Linked DNA regions of Mus musculus: region 2 is linked to region 1. The links are chromatin contacts, called in public promoter capture Hi-C maps. All regions are on one chromosome and are shown on one strand. The core of a region is the stretch at or near the end of the contact, and the rest is flanking DNA. Distances in the headings are between cores, read along the strand shown.

What was found. Promoter capture Hi-C pulls out the DNA fragments that hold promoters and counts their contacts.
Region 2: a promoter capture Hi-C map of liver shows a contact between it and region 1, with 2.3 times the contacts expected there. The contact joins the promoter of Pdk4 here to the promoter of Pon1 in region 1. A contact is called at or near these places in 1 of 39 promoter capture datasets (liver), 1 of 15 datasets of contacts at CTCF or cohesin (the NIH/3T3 cell line) and 2 of 484 Hi-C or Micro-C datasets (both in liver).

Annotation. Positions count from the first base shown.
Region 1 is chr6:5,192,613-5,195,338 of GRCm38.p6, reverse strand. Pon1 (paraoxonase 1) reads left to right here and starts at 1,393. Exons shown (of 9, transcript NM_011134.3): 1 at 1,393-1,663. The coding sequence starts at 1,590.
Region 2 is chr6:5,494,960-5,497,685 of GRCm38.p6, reverse strand. Pdk4 (pyruvate dehydrogenase kinase, isoenzyme 4) reads left to right here and starts at 1,408. Exons shown (of 11, transcript NM_013743.2): 1 at 1,408-1,653; 2 at 2,655-2,726. The coding sequence starts at 1,524.

The DNA of each region.
Region 1 (2,726 bases), core at 144-2,643:
TGCAGCTGGTTCCTGGTCTGTCCTAGAAGGTCCAAAAGGCTTCATTTGCACCTTCATTCACATAATATGGCAAGTGGACATGGCAAGAAGGCAAACAATTACTGCCCATCTTCCCTAAGGTCGCTCCCTTTCCTGTGGACCCTCCTGAAGGGTGGTGCCCTTTGTTACACAGAAGCTCAAGTTTAAGGCTCAGTGTTCCCAAGGGAGCAGAAACATAGGGCAGTACTTAGGTTATGAAATCAACCGCTTTACCTGAGAACTAAAGCACACTGGCACCTGACAAATATTCTAGAAAGTGGAAAGAGGAGAACATTGCAAAGGAGGGAAAGTGCAATTGGGACCAAATGACTTGAAAGGAAAGGAGATGCAGAGCAAAGGGAGGGACTGGGGTTAGATGAAGCAAGCAGTACCCAGATGAGGCTGGAAGAGCGCTGAAGGCCCTGGGTGCACCCCTCCTTCCACTGGGCCTCTCCTACTACTCTGAACTAGCCCGGAAATCACTCCCAACTTCTCCTGCGTTATTTGTCTCTGTGACCCATGTTTAGTACACAAATCGCTATTCACAGCATTACAAGTATCATCTTTATGTTTCTTTAAATAACCTCCTCCTCCTCCTCCTTCTCTCTCTCTCTCTCTCTCTCTCTCTCTCTCTCTCTCTCGTGTGTGTGTGTGTTTGTGTGTGTGTGTGTGTGTGTGTGTGTGTGTGTGTGTGTGTGTGTACACTCATGTGCGCGCAAGCATCTTTACACGCACATGAGAAAGTCAGAGGACAAGCAGCGGAAGTCAAGCCTCCTTCCACCACACAAGTCTTAGTCACGGAGTTCAGGTTGGTAGGCTTGGCAGCAAGTCCCCGTGCATTCTGCGCAGCCGCACTGGCCTCCACAGAGATGATTTCTTTGACTCCCCTCACTTGATGTAAGCTCCATAGAGACTTGTCATGCCTCTTAGCATCTTGAACAGTGCCTGGTACATAGCTGGCACTCAATAAACCTCAGTCACATAAGAGAGATGCTGAATGGTGGAATATTATGTCTTGGGGAGCTGGAACTTAGAAGCGGCACTGGGAGAAGGAGATATTCTGAAATGGTGGTGTTGTGAGGCTGCGGTTGTGTGGGCCTCCTGGTGAGGACGGCCTGCACCTTAGGGCTTCCGACCTAGGCACTCTTTTCTGTGCTCGTAATTGGCTGTTATCATGGTGAACCCCTCTGAGCCACAAGGATTAGAACTGCTTTGTTTGTTTATTTACTTATTTCCTGGCACAAAGCAAAGGGCTCACCCTCCTGGCACATTTTTTCCCAGGGCTCTCTGTTTCCTCCTGCTTGCTTAATCCCCTCCAGACCAGTTTATGTCTGCCTTTTCTCGCCTTATAATTGGGGGATGGGTTGGGTAGATGAGGGAAATGAAGCACCTAGCCAGCAGAGTGCCTCTGGAGGACTCTGGCTAAATTGGAGCTGTGGCACTTGGGGGCGGGCCTCAGACAGGCTCTGGCCGGCCAATCCAGAGTTGTCAAAGCCACTGGGCTGCAGGTCTCAGGACTGACCAGTGTTGCTGCACTTGTCCATCCTCAGCCTGTCCATCTGTCTCAGGCCATGGCGAAGCTGCTAGCACTCACCCTCGTGGGACTGGTGTTGGCACTTTACAAGAACCATCGGTCTTCCTATCAGTAAGTTGTGTTGGGGTGGTTGGGGTGAGGGCTGCAGCCACGTGGTTCCTACCCCTGCCAGGTCCAGGAGCTCCTCCACACCCCTCCTGGTTCTTTAAATCTATAGGCACTGGGTAGGATGCACATCTCAGAGTGCCTCATAGATGTTGTCAGTCTTCCCTGTGCTTGTTAAAAACCTGCCCTGTGTCTGAGAGCTAGAGAGGGTCAGGGTACACAAATGATATTTCTGCAAGGTCTGTGTGCCTAGCTACAGTCACTTTTTAACCTGGCTTTAAAAAATAAATTCCAAATGCCAGACTGGTGTGTGTGTATGTGTGTGTGTGTCTGTGTGTCTGTGTGTGTGTGTGTGTCTGTGTGTCTGTGTGTCTGTGTGTGTCTGTGTGTCTGTGTGTCTGTATGTCTGTGTGTGTGTCTGTCTGTCTGTGTATGTGTGTTTGTGTGTGTGTGTGTCTGTGTGTGTGTGTATTGGGGGATGGAGTTAGTTTGCTAGTCAATACATTAGTGAAAAAGATGTAGTACTAGATGTAGTAAACCTTCCTGGCTTGGAGAATCTCAATCTGAGATTCCACTAAGGAAATAGACAGAAAGACTGCTTATAACTGGCCCACCGGGAGCAACTGATCCCTGGGGTAGCCTACATGCTCCAGAGGGTGCTGGGCTGAGGTAAGGGGCATCGTGAACTCCACTGCTTGTCTGGCTTTGCTTTGATCAAGCTATCTTGGGCACAACACTGCATCTCTAACCACTGAATGCTCCAATAAACCAGCCATGGTACCATACACAGAAAACTACTAACAAGAAGCCTGGAATGCAGTAGCTATTCAGTGGTATTATTTCCTGCTTCCCTTGAAAGAATTTAGGAACCCACCAGAGTGTTAATGGGCAGGAGGCTAGAGATATATAAGAAGTTTTATGATAACCCTTTATGAGGGTCCAAAGTCTACACACCATCCTCCTGAAAAAGTTTTAGTCAATACTATTGTGTTATTTACTCTGAAGTAAAAAATTAATGAACATGGACTATTTGGAAACAAACAATTATATAATCTTATGGACTAATTTG
Region 2 (2,726 bases), core at 159-2,658, 300 kb before region 1:
CACAAGTGGACACAACATTAGGCAGACCCCCAGTATTGGTGGTAGGTTTAAGAGGAGGAACTTTGATGCTAGACCTGTGCCTGCACAAGTCCACTAAACAGCAGAGCACTGGAATCTGGGGCAGAGTTTGAACTAGAGGCAGAAATCAGACATCAGTCCTGTGACTGGGTGAGCTCTCATGGGGGAAAATGCAAAGAGTGCACCCACCGTCATCTATGACTTTCATAACACCCCAGTCTCCTCATATGCAAGGGTCGAAGGCTAAGGGTGCCTTGGATAACAAACTGCCCTTGCAGTTTATTACTATTAGTAGTTCCCATTACATTGCATTTGCAACCAAGTCGTTACAGCGTCCCTAAACACTGGCTTCATTCTACAGTCCATTTAGAGTGAACGGGAGGACGAGAGAGGTTAGGATGAGAGTGTTATGACCCGCTAGCATGTTTCAACAGCAGTCATTAGGGAGGTCAATATTGGGCAGTAACAAAGTAGGGTAGGATGCACTGAGCCTCTGGGAAATGAAAGAGCCCAAATAACTAAAATATGCTACTGGTGCCTGCTAGTGACAAAGGCTGCTTTTTGGAAGGAGGGCAGCCGCAATGAAGAAAGAGCTTTTGGAGCAGACTGGGGAGTGGAGGGCGGTCAAGAGCAAACTAGAAGGCCTTAGAGAAAGAGGGGAATGACAGGGAAGGGGGACTACAGGGCCAGCCAAACCCTCAGCAAATCGCTCTTTAGTTTGCATTTAATTAACAGGTAGAAAGTGTTACAGGAGAGAAGTGAACTGGGATTTTCCACCACATTAATAATAAGCCTATTTAGGCAGTTTCTAAACTTGAGCTGTTCGCTAAGAAGAAAGTGGATAAAACTGTAGGGTGGTCCTTGCTTTCGAGGTCCAATGGCAAAGAAGCCCATACTTTAGTAAGCAGATGATTGGCTACTGTAAAAGTCCCGCTCTGAGCGAACACCAATGCACGCTCCGCGGTGAGATTCTTGGAAACAGTTTCTGGCTAGGAATGCGTGACATTGAGATGGCTCTGGAGTTGTAAACAAGGACAAGTCTGGGCGGGCCTGAAGTCCTAGCGACCTGGGATCTATCCCAAGGGGGCCCACGTCATCCCGGATGCCTGCTGTGGCTGCTCCCCCTATCCCACCCCAACCCTCCTCCCTCTCACCCTTTGCCCCTTGCAGGCCATGGAAACCGTGTCGGGATCACTGTGCCAGGCCTTTCTAGTGACCGCGGCCAAAGGGAGGAGCCCAAAGTTCTTTCTCTGAGCTGATTGGTGTGGCCCCAAGTTCAGAGTCCCAGAGCCTCCTCCTGGCTGGAGTTGTGGAGAGGGCGTGGAGGTAGATAAAAGGCAAGACATCGGGTGGTGGGAAGACCCAAGTGTCAACCCTTCACCCAGGCTCGAGCACCCGGGACCCTGGGACCACAACGCACTTGCTCCCTCTCGACCGCGCTCCTGACCCGCAGCCCTCGCCAACCCTACGGATCCTAACCACCGCCAGCCTAGGTGGGCGTCAGGATGAAGGCAGCCCGCTTCGTGATGCGCAGCGCCAGCTCGCTGAGCAGCGCCAGCCTGGTCCCCAGGGAGGTCGAGCTGTTCTCCCGCTACAGCCCGTCCCCGCTGTCCATGAAGCAGCTGCTGGACTTTGGTGAGAGGCGGGCGACGCAGGGCCCAGGAGGGTGGCGCTGAGGCTGGGGAGGCCCCAGGATGGGAAGGGCTGAGTTCAGGGCTAGGACGACTGAGGTCTCTTTGACCGAAGAACTCGGGATTCTCAAAAGGCTGTGCACCTGTTTTCCTAGTTTGGTTACTTTCTGACAGTTTGTACCAGAAAGGCTAAGTCACTTGTAACCATACTGATGCTCAACTTCGAATCTACTTTTCTCTTCTCACTGTCTAGATCATTTGAGTGTGTATATATATATATATATATATATATATATATATATATATATATATATATATATATCCTTTCAGCCACCATTTTAATAATGGACTAGAAGCTAAACTAACTCCTTTCTTCCCAATTTCCTAATAACACAAACTTACCTTAGATTGATAGATACAGATTTAAACTCATACTCCCCGCCTCCACACACACCCCGCTGATCTCTTGGCATGCCTAGCAGGCATCTTTACTATTTCTCCTTTATTGTTTTACAAGTATTTACATTACTACTACTACTACAAAAAAAAAAAAAAAAAGACAGTTACTCCTTTTCTTCCGCGGTGGCATATGGAACATTTCAAGATGTCAATGTGGTATTGTTTGTTGCTAGTCTGGAAAGGCCTCTGTCTCCTTCTACCCAGACCCTTTCAGGTTCATACTCATTAAGGGTGTGTTATTGAGTTTGTGGTACAGGCCCTGGACTCACGCATAGAAATAACTGGAGAGTGGTCTGATTTCTCCACCGTGGGCTTATTTTTTTCTTTTCATAAAGAAAATAAACAGTATTTCACCTATATTGGTCACTCTTAAAAAGTGAAAAGGGGGTGAAATTGGACAGAAAGAAAAAGGCACTAAAGATCTAGCTTTAAAGTGTCTATAAGCACTAAGCTAACTGTAGTTAAGATATTATTTTACAACATCCTTTGTATTTGCTATTTAGTCTCAAATTTTCCCCCAAACTGAACACGCTTCACCCACTACAGGTTCAGAAAATGCCTGTGAAAGAACGTCCTTTGCTTTTCTGCGGCAAGAGCTGCCCGTCCGCCTGGCCAATA